Linked DNA regions of Sus scrofa: regions 1 and 2 are each linked to region 3. A link is a contact called in public HiChIP or PLAC-seq data. All regions are on one chromosome and are shown on one strand. The core of a region is the stretch at or near the end of the contact, and the rest is flanking DNA. Distances in the headings are between cores, read along the strand shown. Region 1 overlaps FRMD4A (FERM domain-containing protein 4A). Region 2 overlaps FRMD4A (FERM domain-containing protein 4A). Region 3 overlaps FRMD4A (FERM domain-containing protein 4A).

The links. HiChIP or PLAC-seq counts read pairs in DNA pulled down with a chosen protein or histone mark.
Region 1: an H3K27ac HiChIP or PLAC-seq map of skeletal muscle shows a contact between it and region 3. The contact joins two enhancer-like sites. A contact is called at or near these places in 2 of 2 datasets of contacts at active chromatin or transcription factors (alveolar macrophages and skeletal muscle).
Region 2: a contact with region 3 is called in an H3K27ac HiChIP or PLAC-seq map of skeletal muscle. The contact joins two enhancer-like sites. A contact is called at or near these places in 2 of 47 Hi-C or Micro-C datasets (liver and skeletal muscle) and 1 of 2 datasets of contacts at active chromatin or transcription factors (skeletal muscle).

What each region holds. Positions count from the first base shown.
Region 1 is chr10:47,637,062-47,639,761 of Sscrofa11.1, reverse strand. The region is part of intron 2 of FRMD4A (FERM domain-containing protein 4A); the gene reads right to left. Among named protein-coding and RNA genes, the nearest start is that of FRMD4A, 250 kb to the right of the region's middle. Within about 2 kb of position 1,356, at least 16 of the 83 cell types and tissues checked have an H3K27ac peak or open chromatin away from gene starts, as enhancers often do. A contact at or near this core is called in skeletal muscle, where this site is marked.
Region 2 is chr10:47,706,731-47,709,430 of Sscrofa11.1, reverse strand. All of the region lies in intron 2 of FRMD4A (FERM domain-containing protein 4A), which reads right to left. Among named protein-coding and RNA genes, the nearest start is that of FRMD4A, 320 kb to the right of the region's middle. Within about 2 kb of position 1,305, at least 7 of the 83 cell types and tissues checked have an H3K27ac peak or open chromatin away from gene starts, as enhancers often do. A contact at or near this core is called in skeletal muscle, where this site is marked.
Region 3 is chr10:47,868,583-47,871,282 of Sscrofa11.1, reverse strand. The region is part of intron 3 of FRMD4A (FERM domain-containing protein 4A); the gene reads right to left. Among named protein-coding and RNA genes, the nearest start is that of PRPF18, 250 kb to the left of the region's middle. Within about 2 kb of position 1,417, at least 31 of the 83 cell types and tissues checked have an H3K27ac peak or open chromatin away from gene starts, as enhancers often do. A contact at or near this core is called in skeletal muscle, where this site is marked.

The sequences.
Region 1 (2,700 bases), core at 107-2,606, 230 kb after region 3:
TGTTTTAGGGCCACACCTGTGGCATATGGAGATTCCCAAGCTAGGGGTTGAATCGGAGCTACAGCTGCTGGCCTAAGACACAGCCACTGCAATGCAGGATCCCAGCCGCCTTTGCGACCTACACCACAGCTCATGGCAACGTTGGATCCTTAACCCACTGAGCAAGGCCAGGGATCGAACCCAATCCTCATGTGTCCTAGTTGGGTTTGTTAACTGCTGAGCCATGACAGGAACTCCTTTTAAGAGCTTTTAGATATAAGGAGAGAATGTACTTATTTTGCAGACATCAACATTTCCAGCGCAAGTAATACATTTAAATAATAAATATAAATGGAAGTTTCTAGCATCTTAGTGCCTACCTCAGTTTCCTGGATGCTATGGGGAATGTGTTTCCATCTCTTCAACCCAAATTACCCCTGGACATGGACAAGAGTCAGTCACCAATTCTCCAAAGCAGCAGCAGGATCCAGATTCTTCTTTTAATTTCATCCCTGATTCGCCTCATCAAGATGAGCCAAATATTTGCTATGCCTCTTACATTTGTCATCCCAGCTCTTAGGTGGTTTTATTCTCTCTGGAGATTTTACATATGAAAACACAGGCTCGGGGAGTTCGAGTAACATATCCCCATTTAAAAATAACAAAGATAACAAAAGCCAAAATTCTTTCTACTTTGTTTCTTTTATTCTTAAAAAAAAAAAGTCTTATGTCATAAGCTTCCATTCCATGTCCTTGATTTACTGATAAACTTGTTATAGTTCTGTTGAAACCCAGGTGGGTTCAAACCATGGCTGGGCATGTAGCTATTTCTTAATAACCATCTGGCCACTATTCAATCAAACCAGGATAGACTGGCATCACGGCTTTAAAATACACAATCACACATGGATTTAGCGAATTCCCATCTGATATGCCTTCTCCTGCCAATACATTCCAAACTCATTAGAATTTCCTATCTGCCTCAGGGAAAAAGACGCTGTAGTCAAAACATGAGAACAGGTCTACTTACTATCTACATCTCATTAAAAAACGGTCCCATGAGTTTTAAGCACATTAAACATTAAGAATCTGAAAACAGACATTTTACAGCTTTCCTGAGACTTTTGAGGCCAACTGAATGGTTCAAAAGCTTAAGAGCAGTCGTCTATCTACCAGGGATTTGAGAAATCAAATCATGTTCTTCTTGATACTTAAGTCAATACCACGAGTAGAGATTTTGCAATCAGAAGCACACTAGCAATTTCTCTGGGAAGCGCTCAGCACTGCTTAATCCCCCCCAGCTGGATGGGAGCTGCAGCCCAACAGTAGCCAAGTGTGTCGTCCTCATAAAATATGACTCAGAAGCATTCATGGGGCCGGAGATATTGAGTTCCTAAAAATAGCCTATTTTTATATTGGTGTTTTCCCTAACCACAGCTGCACTGAAAGAATGCATGTGTTCACGGTTCCACTTTTCCCTTCCATAGTGTTTTTAAATTACACATCGTTATGACCACTTCCAGCAACCTCAGAAATATTCTTTATAGTAGAAGAGTGTCATGTGAGAACGACCATGCACGTTTCTAATTCCTCCACCCAATATTGCCATGGCCACCCGTGGGGACAGCTTTCCTTCAGCCTTTGGAAAACAATAAATGCTTCTTCTTGGGAAATGATGATTTCTTCTGTATGAACTTTTAAAAGCCCTTTGCTGGTACCCGCCACTGGTGGAGCTCCTGGTGAACGTCAGCAAATCAGAATGCTGTGCTTATTTTTAACACTGAGGAAGTGATCCTTCATTAAAACAGCAGCAGAGGCAATTTTAGCATGCAAAACTGCAGTGATAATAATACCTTATGATACCACCACCACACATTTATTGAATGCTGTACCATTTTAAAGCATTTTCCTAGTACTGCCTAATTTGAATGATAGAGTACTGTAAACCCCTGTTGCTGGCTTGTGGGGTCTTTGTTCATACCCATTGCTGATATTTCATTCTGTCAGTAACAGGAGGAGACAGATGGAGAATGGGAGCCTTGCCTCATTCAATCCGATTCTGTTTTTCTGGTTCTTGTTTGAAATAGCCTATGAGCGGAAGCCTTAATGCAACCTTTCCAATTTCCCACTGAAATACCTAAGTCACAGAAAATGCTAAGAATTCACTCATATTTCCAACATTGAAACATCAAGTAACAGAATCTGGGAGAAATTTCCTATTGGAAAGGCTGTTGGAATTAAATAAACAGTGGCCTAATGTTATTTAATTTTATGAAATAAGAAAGCCCTGCCCCCACGAAAGAACAGGCACACAGTTGGTCCTCCCACCTTTTTATTCATTTCTTTTTATGGCTGCACCTGTGGCATATGGAAGTTCCCAGGCCAGGGGTCAAACTGGAGCTGCAATTGCCAGCCTACGCCACAGCCACAGCAACACCAGATCTGAGCTGCATCTGCAACCTATGCCGCAGCTTGTGGCAATGCCAGATCCTTAACCCACTGAGCAAGGCCAGGGATCAAACCTGCATCTGCACAGACATGATGCTGGGTTCTTAACCTGCTGAGCCACAGTGGGTACTCCTAATCTTTTTTTCCCTTGGTCCTTTCTTTTTTGAATGCCACGCCTGCTGACTCACAGACTCAGGGTCTGGATAAAACATGAAAAAGGTCGCAGTACCCTCTTCTCCATGGAATGGTTTAGGGGTCACCAGAAGCCTAGCC
Region 2 (2,700 bases), core at 56-2,555, 160 kb after region 3:
ATCTACAGGGAAGCAAAGATGCCCAGGGCTCAAATCCCAACACCTGCTGCCCAGAGGGCACAGGTCACCACTTTCTGAACAATATCCAAGCCCTAGCGTATCATGAACACTTAAGCAATATTCAATCATTGCTAACAATTGATTCTGACGCAAGATTATATGCAGAAGCACAGGAGGACACTGGAGGAATCCAAGAAAACAGGCAGATAGCATACTTAATACAAGACAAAGACAAGACAGAGAGAGAAATGAAACTGGCCCTGTAGTTAGAGCTGCCAGACAAAATATAGGACACCCAGCTGGATTTGAATTTCAGATTCACAACATGAGGCAGACTTATACTAAAGCACTCTTTACTTGTTGTTTATCTGAAATTCAGATTTAACTGGGCATGGTGCATTTTCATTTGCCAAATCCGGCAAACTTCATCCTTCCCTTGACGATACATTTCTCAGAAGCTCAGGCCCCAAGAGTCTCTCACCGGTTTAGACCCCAATCATATTCCTTGCAGAGAGGTCTCTGGGGTCAGACTGCCTGGGTTCCAATCCCGGATTGGCCAATGCTGACAGCTGTTCTCAGTCCTGGGCAAATGATTGCATCTCTCTGTTCTGTTTTCCTCTTTTGAGAAGTGGGCATGGACATGAAAGCAGCCCTCACAGGACTGCCTGGGAATGAAATAAGAAAATATTTGTAGGGAGTTCCCGTTGTGGCTCAGTGGGTTATGAACCTGACTAGTATCCATGAGGATATGGGTTTGATCCCTGGCCCCGCTCAGCGGGTTAAGGATCTGGCGTTGCAGTGAGCTGTGATGTAGGTTGCAAACATGGCTCAGATCTGGTGTTGCTGTGGCTGTGGTGTAGGCTGGCAGCTGCAGCTCTGATTTGACCCCTGGCCCAGAAACTTCCATATGCCACGGGTGTGGGCCTAAAAGTACAAAAAAAAAAAAAAAAGAGAGAGAGAGAGAGAAAATATCTGTAATGCACAAAGTAGGAGCTCATAGCACAAATGTACTTTCCATTGCTGCCCATCAGGTCGAGGTCTCCTGGGCTTAGCAACATCCTTCCTGTCTGAATCTGGTCCTGGTCATTTTCTGGGAGACCCAAGATCAATTTGCAGAGGGAGGAGATGGGAGGAGGGGAAAGGGTGCCAGAAAGACCACAGAGGGGGACACTTCCCTCTCCTTTCTGAAGGGCCTGGAGTGTCCATCCGATCCCTGCATTTCCGTCCTCCTGCTCCCTGGGGGCCATGTCTGGGATGTGCTAGGGAAGGAGGAAGGAAAATGTGTCACTTGATATTTGCTCCTTGACCCCGGCTGACCCAGCTAATTCACTGCAGGATGGAAGGAAGTGTACTCAGGAGACCTTCCTGTGCCAGAGCTTCTTGGCTGGACGTCTCAGCAACCAGGGAGCTAGATCTTGCTTCCTTGACACTTAGCTGAGCAGCAGGCATTTGACTAGCCCTGTGAGGTGGACGAGCCCTACCACAGGTGATGCCAGAAAGATAATACTGGAATCTGGGTTCTTGTTCACGGCGGTCGAAGAATGAACTCCGCGAACACACAGGCAGCAAGCAAGCAAGTTTTTATTAATGGAAAGCAGATAGCTTCTAGGGTTACTGGGAGGGGGGAGAAGAGCCCCCATTTCTCTATTGTTCTATAGAGGTTTTATTCCTTAAAGATGGGGTGGGGGTACCAACGTGGGGTCCAGAGAGATGTGGTCTTCTCCCATTGGCCTTGCTTAGTTATATCAGTCCTTGTGCAATAGGGTCCTGGGGGTGGACATGTCCCTTACGTCTCATAGTTTCTTGGACTTTTCCTCCGATAAACTGAGTCACAGGGAATCAGGGACTAATGTCTATCTGGGCGTAGGTACATTCCCTATAGTAAACAAGGCTGTGGGGATGCTACTTCCTGGAGCCTTAAGCCACAAATGTTAATCAATGGCCATATCAAAGAATGCATCAAAGCCCATGCGCCTACACTGACTCCCTGAGTTAATATTCTGCCTCACAGGGACACCTCACATCTCAAGGTCAGGAATTCTCAGAAAGCTGCTGAGGACTGGAGCCAGCACGTGGGATGTGTCATGTCTTTCTCTTGGGGTAAACCTGACCGTGGGGAAACCTGATCACCTCTCAGCTTTCGTTTTCATCTCTGTGTCTGTGAACGCCAAGATCAGAGATGTGAATCCGGCAATGAACTATTCTTCAACATTAAACCAATAAAGCAAGAAAGCCAAGTATCAGGGGGGCACGTGGAGCTCAAAGTGCCCCCACCCACCATCACCCTGCCCTCCCCAGGAGGAGACCCCGGAGCTACATTCCGAGGGGAATTCTGGGCCAGAATCACTAATGGAAATCAAACAATTCTCCCGAAACTGCAATCTGAACACTGCAGTTTCCCTGAAACTGTGTTGTGGGCTTCCCTCCACTTCTTGGCACAGATCCATCACCTGAGCAGCAACCCTTTCCCAGGAAGCTATTGTTATTTGTGCATCTGATCGTTTACAGCAAAGCAGGCTGACAGAGAAATTTAGAAAGGAAAAGAAAAAAAGAAGTGGAGGGTGAAAAGGACAAAACGGAGGCTTCCAGCATCCCAGTGGGAACCAAAGAGCAGAAACACCTCTCTTTTGGCCCTCAGCACAGTGAGTGAGGACTTGACAGAAAAGCCTGGAATTTAGGCAGAGCTGCAGCCCCTGTGGA
Region 3 (2,700 bases), core at 168-2,667:
GAGGTTGCAGGTTTGATCCCTGGCCTTGCTCAGTGGGTTAAGGATCTGGTGTTGCCGTGAGCTGTGGTGTAGGTTGCAGACGAGGCTCGGATCTGGCATTGCTATGGCTGTGGCGTAGGCCAGTGGCTACAGCTCCGATTAGACCCCTAGCCTGGGAACCTCCATAGGCCACAGGCATGGTCCTAAAAGACAAAAAAAAAAAGTGTGATTATGATTCTTGAGAGGAAGAGCTTTTTTCTGGATTATCCAGGTGGACTCTAAATGCAATCACATGGCTCCTTCTAGGAGGGAAGCAGAGGGAGTTTTGACACTGACACACAGACGACAGATAGGGTGGTGTGAGAACAGAGGCAGAGACTGAAGTGACAAAGTCACATGTCAAAGAAGGCTGGCAGCCACCAGAAGCCAGAAGAGGCAAAGAATGGATTTCCGTCTCAAACCTCCAGGACAGCCTGATTTTGACTTCTGCCTTCCAGAACTGCGAGAAGATGGGTTACTGTTATTTTAAGCCCCCAAGTTTGTGGTGATCTGTTAAGCAGCCTCAGGGAATTGATCTCCCCCCCCCCCCCCACACACACAGAGTGCCTGGCGTATAGTTTGCATAGCCGCAAACTCCAAATCTGTTGGTTGGTTGAGACTCTAGTAAAATGGGATCTCAGTTGAAAACCCTTTATTAGTATCTGCATTTTCTCTTTATAATGCCATTGACTTTCTTGGCAAGGAGGTCACCTCCAGAAGTCTAGGTGGCAAAGCCTTTGTCTCTGAGCTGACCCTGGGTCAGTCACTGGCAGCGTGGTCTTCAATTCTATGAATTCTCCCCTCAAGCCCTCTCTTGTCATCCACCATTCCCTTGGGGGCAGCTCACAGATTCTAAATCAATGGAATGGCCACTTCTGAATTAATTGCATTAAAAAAAATTAAAACATCAAATGGCTCCCATCTGTGCTTTGGGGGGAATCACTGCCGAGAGACTGACCCTCCCACCTCTCCCTCCACCCCAAGGCTGGTCTGGACAATTCGCTTGTGGCTGCAGGGCACATGGTGACCACCAGGCTGCCAGGGGACAGTGAGCCATGCCTGCCCGCTCACCCTGATGGCACTGCCAGCCCCATCCTAGGAAAGGGTGATGCCTGGCCACCGAAGGACTGGCTGCAGCCATGGAGACGGCAGAGAGTCCGGTGCTGAGGGTGGGAAGAAAGCACGGTCAGTGCGCCCTTTCTTCCCAACTTTTCTAAAAAGCTAAATAGAGGGGTGGGGGGGGGGGTGAAGAGGAGTAGCTCTGAATCGCCGGAGCCTGCGGCTTCTTTGAAGCCCTGCCTGTAATTGTGTTTCCCTGAGCAGCTGGGAGCCTGGCTCCCGCCCTCCCCCTGGGGCTGGGCAATAAGCAGCCAAGTGCTCATTGGCTGCTCCCTCATCCTGGGGTGGGGGGCAGGGATGGAGAGAAAGCATGAGGTCATTGTGCACACAGATGCAGGTCTGGCTGTGCCCCCCCCACTCCCCCCCAACCCCGCCCCACCCCGACGCCATATCACCCCCCCTGATGCTCTGGCCGATTAGCTGGGGAGGCTGGCTTCCTTCCTGCCCCATCTGAGCAGCCCCTGGGTTCCGTAGCGAGAGGAGGGTGTATGTGTGTGTGTGTGTGTGTGCAAATTTTATGTGTGTGCGCATGTGCTGCTTCCTTCATGCAGGCTGAGGCGCTCTTCTAGCCTCGGAGGCGCCAGGATAGGTGGGGGTGGGGGTGTCATAAAGCTCAGTGGATCCTGCCAGAACCCTAAATCCTTAGTGGACAGGAGACTTTACCTCCAGCTCAGGAAGAACCAGCAGCAAAACATCTCAGCAAAGCTGGTTCCAGACCCAGCCACTACGAAGAGTTTCTGGTTTAGGGGTACAGCCTTTGTCCAAGGGCAGAACCGAGTCAATCCTTACCCAGGGGGTGGATGCCAGCATTTCCCCCATTTGATGCAGGAGGAGCTGAAGCACAGTGAACGGACTTATTTGCCAAATGCACACAGCTAGTAACCAGCAAATGAACTCAACCATAAAGTGGGTATAAGCCACCTCAGAATGCTGGATTAAAATAAAAAGCCAGACAGCCTGGTTACCCAATCCACTTAACTGACAGGGCAGAAAACTAAGGCTCAAGGGATTGAGAAGCGTGTCCACCAACCAGGGCGGTCACCTCAGTGGTCAGCACACATGGGGCCAGGACCCAAGTGCCTGACTAGCCCTCTGCTGGTCCACTGAAGGTTTCAGAGAAGCCTGCAGCGATCTGAAACAGGAAGGGAAGAAAACAAAGGGTATCAATGACCAAGGCTGGGGGGAGTGCGTCCTGGCAGGCAAAACGCTGACACTGCACATACCACGTTCAAGTCCAGGTTTCCTGGCCCCTCCCCAGCTTCCCCGCTGCTGCTGCCCCTCTCCCTGCCAGCACCATCATCTTCTGCATACCTCCCCCATCCCGGTTCTGGGCTGAGAAACAACCCAGCAACACTGTACAGATGAGGACGCTGGGGCTGAGAAGTGTCAGTGCGGCCAAGGTCACAACCCCCCCAGGGTCACAGGGCAGGCAAGGGGCTTGAGTCTGGTACAGGCTCCAGAGCTTTGATTTTTAAATACTGGGAACAGATCCAGCGAGTAACAAACAGCGTGGACAGGAGGGGTTTGAAGCCGCTTTTTTCTAAACGCAATAGAATTTTGCTG